2 separate regions of the Capsicum annuum genome follow, and region 2 is linked to region 1. A link is a contact called in public Hi-C data. All regions are on one chromosome and are shown on one strand. Each heading gives the region's core, a stretch centred on a gene start, on an enhancer-like site or on the middle of the called end of the contact. The rest is flanking DNA. Distances are from core to core; before and after follow the strand shown.

Region 1 (5,069 bases), core at 1,188-3,687:
ACAACCTGTAGAACTTGCTTTTAAGTTTTAGCTGCACCTTCTTATCGCATAAAATTTCAGATGCGAGCCTTTATTTTTTTCATCCTGCACCAATACAATGCGTAACATACTCATTGATTTCTCCATCACACTAGATAATAGACCTAAGATACGTAAAGCTTCATTTCTTATGAATAATCTGTAAATCAAGTCTCACCTTCACAACATCATAAGTTACATCCCTGAACTTGCATTTCAAGTATTTTATCTTGATCTTGCTTAATGTTACCAAACCTCAAGCTTAATTAGCATTGACTCCCTTGTGAATTTGGTAGATTAGAACTATGTCATCGATAAATAAAATACACCAGGTCACCTCATCTCGGTATGCGGAATCAATTCATCCTTCACCAAGATAAACAAAAATTGACTTAGAGTTAATCCCTAATGCAAACTCAACTCAAATAGAAAATGACCTAACTCTCTAACCATTGTCCTTGCCCGTGTCTTCGGTTTATCGTACATGTTTTTAAGTGATCTAGTATACATCATGTGAACACTTTAGCCTTCGTGCACCTTTATAGAACCTTCCTCAAAATCTTGTCATAGGCTTTTTTCTAGGTTAATGAACATATATGCATATTTTTTTATCTTTTTTCTCTGTATTGTTTCACTAGTTTCCTGTAGAGATGTCTTTTGTAGTTGAACATCTCGATATAAATTTGAACTAATCCCCTAAAATAAACACGTCTAGTCTTAGCTCCACCACTTCAAATCTTCACAGTGTGATTTATTAATTTAATTTTCCTTTCAATTAGTTGTTGCACTTTTGAATGCCACCCCAGTTTTTATATAATGAGATCGTCATACTCTATCTCCATTCATTTGACATTTTAATTTTCTTAAAAATGATGTGAAACAACTTAGTCAGCTATTCCATACCTACCTTGTTGCGTTCTTTCAAAATTCCACCAAAATTTCACTTGACACAATCTATCTCTCCCTATGCATCGTTCTATGAATAACACCCTTAACGCCCTCAACATGTATACACCTACAATGCCCAAAATCATAATATCTCTCAAACTATTCTAAATCTTATGACACAATGTTCGTGTTCCTTTTTTTGCTCAAAAGTTTATGAAAGTATGACAATCATCTTCATTTAATAAGTATAGCTCATTTTTATTTGCTTTTTTCAAAGCTCATCCATTCATTTTGCTCGCAACTATCCTATAAGTTCTCCTAGTAAAAAGAATTAGACATTCATCTTTTTTTTTAAAGAGAAATGGTCAAATATCCCCTCCCCCAACTTTTACCTCAAATCCCAACTACACACTTATACTTTGAGAAGGTCCTATGACCTCCCTGAACTATTTTAAAATGAAATTATTATCCCTCCAATGCTAACATGGCAAGAGAGTGTGTTTCACTCTCTTTAAAAAGAATAAGAACAAAAATATTTTATTAAAAAATTATTTTTATTTTTTCTTTAAATAAATATATATAATTTTAATTATTATTTTTCTTTCTTCTTCTTCTTCCCCAATTCTTCTTCTTCTTCAATGACATCTAAGAATGACAATTAATTTTTTTTTTCTTCTTCAATGGCATCCAAGAACCCATAAATGGCAATTAAATTATTTTCTCCTTCTTCTTCTTCAATTCTTCTTCTTCTTCAATGGCATCCAAGAACCCATCAATGACAATTAATTTTTTTTCTTCTTCTTCAATTCTTCTTCTGCTTCTTCAATGGCATCCAAGAGCAATTTTTTTTCTTCTTCAATGGGATCCAAGAACTCATCAATGATATTTCCTTTTATTCTTCTTCTTTTTCAATGGCATCCAAGAACTCGAATTACGTGAGAATATTGAATCAATTCAGATTGAAAAATAAAGTCACTGAAATTTTGAATTTTCCGGCGCCATCACTGTTGCGATACCATTTTGTGAAAATCGAATATTTTTTGAACATTAATTGTTGATTTGATTTTGATAAGATTACATATCGTGTGAATTCTATATGATTTATTATGCCATTGAAGAAGAAGAATAGAAGAAGAAGAGGAAGAAGAAGAAGATGATGATGATGTGGCATGACGTGGAATTAATTTTTATAGTAAAAAAATGATATATGACATGGAATTACGTGACATAACACGTGGCAGCGCGTGTTAACCACAAATCAAAATAAAATTTGGGTATGAGTTTTTAGAAAGGTATATTCCACTTTAAAATAATTTGGAGATAATAATTTCATTTTAAAATAGTTTAGGGGATCATAGGACCTTTCAAAGTATAAATGTGTAGTTGAAATTTGGGACAAAAGTGGGGGTATTTGATCATTTTCTCTTTTTAAAGTGTTGCTTTCAACTTTTTTTCTTTAAAAAAAAAAAATTGCTTTTAGATCCTTCCTTAATTAGATCCTTCCCCAAATTGACTAAATTTTGCAAAATTGAAACACTTCTGCATGCAGTCTTCCACGTGCCCTTTCCCCCTATTATCTTCTCTTTCTCTCAAATTTCAATTTCTTTAATATCTTTCTGCTAATTTTTTTTTCAAGAAATAAAAAATAAAAATAAAAATCAAAATCAAAATCATAGGCACCTTCCTCTTCCATTTCTAGAATTTTGATAGCGACCCACTCATATTTTTCTGCAAAAAATTTCAGAAAAAAAAAATGATTTTAAAAAATTATAAGGGAATTTGTATATTTTTTTTTGGTATCTCAGCTATACAAATATAGAAATTAGCAAGAAAGTGCTGTTCTTCTTCTTCTTCTTGTTATCCACTACTTTCTTGGAGGTAATTTTTCAGTTAGATGTTGTTTGGTTACTGAATACATATGTTTCTTGAAAACCCCTTTTGATTTTCTTGTATTTGGGTGAACCCCATTAGGGTTTATTGAGGTAATTTTTAGTTCAAAGTTGCTATTTTTAGTAATTTGGGGTTCTTGGTTTTTGTATTTGTTTAATGTAGAAATAGTAATTTTGGGTTTTGGTGGTAAAAAAAATTGAATCTTGATTTGTAAAGATTATGGCTTTTGAACAAAGTTCAATACCTAAAGATTTGAGGCCATTGAATATTGTTAGGACAGTGGCAGAAGAATCGGGTCGACCCGTTGAGGGGTTTTATGGTAACCCGACCCGGGATGTTGGAGGTAGTCCTGGAACTATACAAGGGGTTTATTATCCTGCTACTGTAGCTGATGGAGGGTTTGTAGGTTTAGGATATGCTAATAATGCGGGTTCGGTGGCAGCTGGGTGGGTCCCACAGGTTGTTGGTTCGCAGCCACCGGGTGTTGTGAGTGTTGGTGTTGTGAATTCGGGTAGTGGGTTGTCGCATAATTTGAATTCCGGGGGAAGGGTTGGTAGTAATGCGTCTGAGCGTGCTACCGATGATGGTGGTGGTGATGGTTCGGTGTCAGGGAGGAAAGTTAAGTTTTTGTGTAGTTTTGGTGGGAGGATAATCCCGAGGCCGAGTGATGGGGCATTGAGATATGTAGGTGGACAGACTAGAATTATTAGTGTTAGGAGGGATGTGAGTTTTGCGGAGCTGGTTCGCAAGATGGTAGATACTTATGGGCAGGATGTGACGATTAAGTACCAGTTGCCTGATGAGGATCTTGATGCACTTGTGACCGTTTCTTGTTCAGAAGATCTTGAAAATATGATGGATGAGTATGAAAAGTTGGTTGAAAGAGCGTCAGATGGGTCTGCTAAATTGAGGGTGTTTCTTTTTTCGTCTTCAGAGCTTGAATCGTCCGTTGTAGCGCAATTAGGAGATCTACAAGATAGTGGACAGAGGTATGTCGAGGCAGTGAATGGGATTAGTAATGGAGTTGGTGGTATTGGTCTTGCTAGGAAAGTGAGTAACGCTAGTGCTGGTTCCACCCAGAATTCAGAATTTAGTGGCTCTGAAGCTATGGATGGCTTAGGTCATGGTCAGGGGGAGCTTAGAGCTGTACCTTCTTTTGACGCATTATCACCTAGTGGGACTTCTGCTACCTCTCAAGAACCGGTTTACAGTTTGGTGTCTCCAGATGCACATCCCGCAGCTCATGCTGATGCTTCTGTTGCTCCAGTGACCATTCCATTAGTTGTTCCTGGTACAGTGTCAAGTGTATCTGCTCAGCCGGAGCACGGGTTAGAGAAAGTTATGCCTGTTGCTGCACAGCAGCAACAAATGGGTTATGATATGCAGCAAACAGGAGTGACTTATCCAGGAACTACACCATATGTCCCAGTTTATGTGGATCCTCAGAGGGAGACTGCAAGCCGTACAGATTATGTTCAGATCCCTTCCCAAATGGGATTCCCAAGACAGCTTTTGGGAACGGTTGGGCCAGTAATCAATCAGCAGCATATAATTGCTGGTGGTTCGACTCAGCAGTTTGTCCCTGCTCTTCACATGACAATGACTCCTTCAGGCCATGTCAGTATGAATCCTAATCTGGTTGCCTCACAGATTCAGCCCCAACATGTTAGGTTAGAACATTATCCTGCAGAAGGAACATTGGGGCAGAGAGTTGTGCAGTTACCTATTGACCAAGGATATAGTGTCTATCAGCATCATGCCCCTCCTGCAGGTCTTGGAGGAGCTTATGGATGGCACCAGGTTCCGCAGACTCAGCAGGTGCAGGTGCCACTTTCTGAAGGTCAGGTGCCTCAACCACTGGTTACTGGTTCTGAGGCATCACCTAGGTTTGATGACTGTCTAATGTGTCAAAAGTCGCTGCCTCATGCACACTCAGATTCAATAGCACAAAACCAAAGAGAGAGTCCTGCAAGCACAGTATCTGACTTTAATCCAGTGCATCATAGCCTTAGGTTGGATGAGAGGGGGCGGCCTATTTACCAAGCTGTTACAACAGGAAACCTGGGTGAGGGAGCTGCTGTTGGGCAAAGATTTGGGGGTCAGATGGATCATGGAGTTGGAAAAGGCCAAGGTGAGGTAATTGGAGGCTCACAAACTGTTGATAAACAGCATGAATATGATAGAAACCTTCAAAAACCTGAGTTCGCAGAGCACCCAAAGGTGTCAGTTCCCCAAGGTGTGATAGGGTTAACAAGTACGGTGCAGCAATCACC
Region 2 (5,069 bases), core at 1,248-3,747, 100 kb before region 1:
CTTGATGCACCCCTGAGGGACTTTGAAATCCTTATGGCCATCAAGTCCTTTAAATCTCTCAAAGCTCCTTGGGTCGTGTAGCCTTCATCCTCTCTTCTACTAAAGTTTTTGGCATGAGGTAGGACCTAAGGTTATCTCTTTCTGCAAGGAAGTTTTCTCCAACTCTGAAATCCCTGTAACCTATAATACAACCCTTTTGTGTCTCATCCCTAAGTGTAGGAATGCCTTTAACCTCAAAAACTTCAGACCAATTGGCCTTTGCAACACTTCCTACAAAACTATAACCAAGATAATTATCAAAAGAATCAAGCTCTTCTTCCAAAATATTATTGGCCCTCCCCAGAATAGTTTTTTCTTCAATAGAAGGGCCTCTGATCAGGACATCATCATCCAGGAGTACATTACTCACTTTGAAAGGATGAAAGGGAAATAAGCCAGCTTGATCCTTAAAATTTACTTAGAAAAACCCTTTGAAAAACTTGAATGGTCCTTTATCAAGGACACACTCAAGTTATTTGGATTCCCACCAAAGCTGTCTAAGCTCATATTGTCTTGCATTAGCACCTTCTCTGTCAGCTGTTTTTGTCAATGGTAGGAAAACTTCCTTCTTTAACCTCTCTAGGGGTATAAGACAAGGAAACCCCATCTCCTCCTACTTATTCATTATGTGTATGGAGAGACTTTCTAGGGGTATTGTAACTGAGTTGAGGGCCAAACACTGGACCCCTATAAGCATGTCTCGTGCTGGACCCAAACTTTCCCATCTTTTCTTTGCTGATGACCTTACCCTGATTGTTAGAGCCAATGCCCAAAACTGCCATAACATTGTAAATATGCTCACCATCTGCAGCAAGCTATCTGGATCATCAACCATAATAAGTCCAAGGTTATTTTCTCCAAGAATACCCCCTCTCCTCATATCACTATGTGTTCCCAAATCCTTAACATCCAGCCTTGTGCCAGCTTTGGGAAATACCTTGGGTTCCTAATCTTTCAAAGCAAACCCAAAAATAGTGACTTTGAATTCATCATTCACTCTATGAACACCAAGTTAGCAGGCTGGAAAATCAAGCTCTTGAACATGATAGGCAGATCAGTCCTTGCCAAGTCCACCCTTAGTGCAATGCCTACTCACATCATGCAGTACATTAGAATCCCCAAAACTATTACCGAGTCCTTTAATAAAATCCAAAGGGATTTTTTTTGGGCAAGAACCCCTGATAAGAGAAAACTAGACCTACTCAGCTGGGAAACCTCTACCACCCACAAAAAAATGGTGGCCTTGGTCTCCACAAAAGTGAGTTGAGAAATAGAGCTATGCATGCTGGTCTGGCATGGAGACTCTTCCACAACCCGACCTCTCTTTAGGGTCAAGTCATGCTCTCCAAATTTCACAACAACCAGGGCCCTTCCACCCCCAAAAGAATTACCTCCATAACCTGGCAATGCATCTAAAAGAGTTGTAAAGATTGCTCCTTAGGAATTCGATGGAGAGTGGGAAAGACTGAAAGTGTGACAGAATGAGCTTTTTGGGGAGACACTTGGATACCTCACCTTGGCAGCCTTAAAAGTGTGGTCCATGGGCCTGTAAAACCCCATACTCTTGATATCACTGTCAAAGATGTCTACAACAATGACATTTGGGATTTTACCTCAATCCCATTTGAAATTCCCACTACCATCAGGCAAATCATTACAAGCATGCCTATCAGTATCATGGACTCTAACATGGATGTTTGTTGATACCTAATTTTTGCCTTCCACATTCCAAATTAGTTTCTGAATTTCTCAATTTTAAATAGTTTTAAAATATTTATTTTAAGTTATTTTTTTAAATAAATTTCAACCCTACGTTTTGAATTTAGATGATAATAATACTATAGTATCTAATTATACATGGTTATATAATTATCAGTTAAATAAAATTCTTTAGAATTTATTCGGAGTGAAAAGTTTGAAAAAATTATAAATATTCTATTTTTCTCAAGATCGTATGAAAATAAGGAATTGATGACATAATTCGTTTCTTAATTCATTGTTATTATTATTATTATCATTATTATTATTATTTAATATTTGTTTTAAAATTATTAAATTTAAAAAATTCGTTAAATTAATTAAAAGATAATTTCATCTCGATTTTATCCGAATTCATTCAATTTCCTTTTTAAAAATAACTAGCCCTTTTTCCTACTTTTAGATTTGGCCAGCAGCCCAACTTCCCTCTAACTTAATAGCCCAATCAACTTCAACAACCATACAAACACGGCCCAAAATTCCCTTTCCCTTATTTCCCCTTATACCTGTACAAATAACAGCAAACAACAACTGACAACAACACAGCTTCAGCAACCCGATATTCCACAGCCAACAACAGCGACAATTTCAACACAACAGCGTCAAAACCAGTACAGCAATACACCACAACAACTTTCAACGACAACAGCGACTTAAGATTTCTCAAAGAAACTCCGGTTTGAAGTCATCCACTCGCTGTTCCCAATTCGCTGCCCCAAAACCGGTAAAAAACTCATCTCTTGCTACTCCCTCTTCTTCGTGTTTAAAGTGCCAGTGTAAAATTTCTGCTGGTGTTTTAATTGTTGCTGCTGTTGTGAGACTGGTAGTTTATGTTCTGTATCCATTTTCTTAGACAGCGGATTTGTTCGTGTATTAACAAGTTAAATAGTCATTCGTATGTAAGTGGTTTGAAATAAGTTTATGTGTTTTATTTCTGGATGAATCTTGATTTTTTGAAGAAATTTTCTGTGGTATGAGATTTCTCCATAAGAATAGTGGCCATCTTGAAACAACAAAAGTCTAGGTGCTGGGTTATCTTGTAAGGTGGAACTTAAATAATAGCCATGTGAGGCTTTGACATGGATTCAAAGTTTCTTTTTTTTTTTTTTTATTCTCATGTACTTTTCTCATCATGAATACATTTTTTGGCTTGCACATAGCTTGATATCCATAAGTTAATTCAACTTTCCTCGGAGACCTTGCAAACTATATATAATTGTTGAACGAAATGTTTGAATCATGAAAATCGTGTCGTGTTAACGGAATATGATAATTATGTGCCTCGCATTTTGTATGGAGATTAATATGTTTCACGTAGTTGAGCATTAAGCATTTATTTTTTTTGTTTCTATTTGTTTGATTATTGGTTAAAGATTCTTCTTGGATGCTCATCCTTATCTCGTTTTCTGTGCATGAACCTCCTTCACCGAGTCCACGGAACTCCAATCCTTGCATCCCTCGGGCAAAGCCCATTCTTTCGAGTCAAAAAGTGGCTTAATGTGCAAAAACAGCTGCTGGTATACACCAGATACACAGGTTTTCCAGGTCCAAAGGGGTGATACATGCCAACATATGACGCACAGTGGAGCTGGGAGTGAATGTGCAGTAATTTATACACTGGTATACAGTGTATATATACAAAACGCAGGAAAAATAGCTGCTGTATACAGCTGATATACAGCTGGTATACATCTGTATCAATGGACTAAAAGTCCATAAAGAATGGGCCAAGGGCTGCCAGATTTGAGAAAAGGCCCAAACTCTAACTCTTCTTATCCATTTTCTTGTAAATGCTATCTTATGTGCTCGTATTAATTAATTTGGTTAGCCTATATAAATCCCCTAATGCGTTATCATTTCATTTTATCACAGTTTTAGTCAAATTCGTAATATATCTCATCTAAATGAATTAAAATGGTTATTTTCGACTTCACTCCCTAAAACTAAGCTTAAAAGAATTTGTTAAATTGTTTATTTCAAAATGATGTTCGTTATGTTCTTGTAACAAAATAGTCTATTAACATAACTCAAGAAACTATTTTTTCTTATAAATTTAAACTCTTCATAATTATAAAGGTTTTTTTTTAACACTCTCTTAATATTTTTTCAAATGTATTATCTCTAATATTATTAACTTTTTCTATAATAAATAATAATAAGGAAATAATTTAGTAATCTTTTCTTTCTCCACAAAAGCAAGAAATCATTTCTCTCTTTAGTCCGGAAAGTTACCATTTGGTTCTATTGAAATAATTTATGCTCTCCTTTAAATAAATAAATGTTATGTTTAAATGTTAAATAAATAATCTTATTATTTTCTATAAAATCAAGTTTAACAAATTAATCTTTTGCAAAACTAGCCACTATTAGTTAGTTAGTTCTTTTGGTATACCGTTTTAAACGGACGTACCTAAGTGCCTTAAAAACCTTCTTAGGGCGTTAATTGAACCCTTACCCAAAATCTCTAGTTTTAAAGGTTTATTTTTGTTTTTGAACATTTGAAACTCTTTTACATTTTTTTTTGATTTTTTTTTTACAAAAATCAAGTGGCGACTCTGTGAATTTCTTAAAATTATTTGAAAATTTTCTCAAATCTTTTGAAATAATCTTAAGAAAGTTAAAACTATTTTTCTCGCCAAAAGTGAAATAAGAAAAGAGATAAAACAATGCTGTTATCTGGAATTGTTCCCCTGATGCTAAATTCACTACAAGTAGCATGTACTCTCAGCTATCCAATCATCACTCCTCCCTGAATCATCAGGAAAGCACATACTCCCAATAAAATCAAGACCTTTTTATGGTTCTTGACGCATAAGAGGCTCCCCACTGACAGTTATCTCAATCATATTGGCATCAACATCTCCCCCACCATTGCCAACTATGCAGCAACGCTGTTGAGGACCCCCACCATATATTCTTTTAGTGCAGCAATGCACTCCACTTCTGGGATACCATCCAAGCCAAAAGCACTTACAAATTCCCTTCAGGCTGGACCAATCTTGGGCTTGGCATGAAGCATGGGACAACCTACGTGGAATGCCCTTCAGCAATTGGCTCAACTGGGATACCTTACTACCTTACTGCCTTTAATTTGGACTATCTGGTTAACTAGAAACGACAACCTCTTCAACAATAAGCACAACACTACTAGAGTTGAACAAGTGATTGCTAACACCACTGAGTTTACCCTCATTAGCAGAAATCAGTGCACTCTCATACACCAAAGGGTTGAAACTATCACCACAAAGTGGAACCTCCCCACTCTAGGAGGG

What was found. A called contact is a pair of places that touch in the nucleus more often than the background predicts.
Region 2: a Hi-C map of bud shows a contact between it and region 1, with 2.9 times the contacts expected there. The contact joins the enhancer-like site here to the promoter of LOC107877681 in region 1. A contact is called at or near these places in 4 of 5 Hi-C or Micro-C datasets (bud, leaf, pericarp and 1 more).

What each region holds. Positions count from the first base shown.
Region 1 is chr7:7,979,233-7,984,301 of UCD10Xv1.1, reverse strand. It overlaps LOC107877681, which reads left to right and starts at 2,437. Exons shown (of 9, transcript XM_016724371.2): 1 at 2,437-5,069. The coding sequence starts at 3,016.
Region 2 is chr7:8,080,384-8,085,452 of UCD10Xv1.1, reverse strand. No RefSeq gene overlaps it. Among protein-coding and RNA genes, the nearest start is that of LOC107877685, 7.1 kb to the left of the region's middle. Within about 2 kb of position 2,497, at least 5 of the 5 cell types and tissues checked have an H3K27ac peak or open chromatin away from gene starts, as enhancers often do. A contact at or near this core is called in bud, leaf and pericarp, where this site is marked.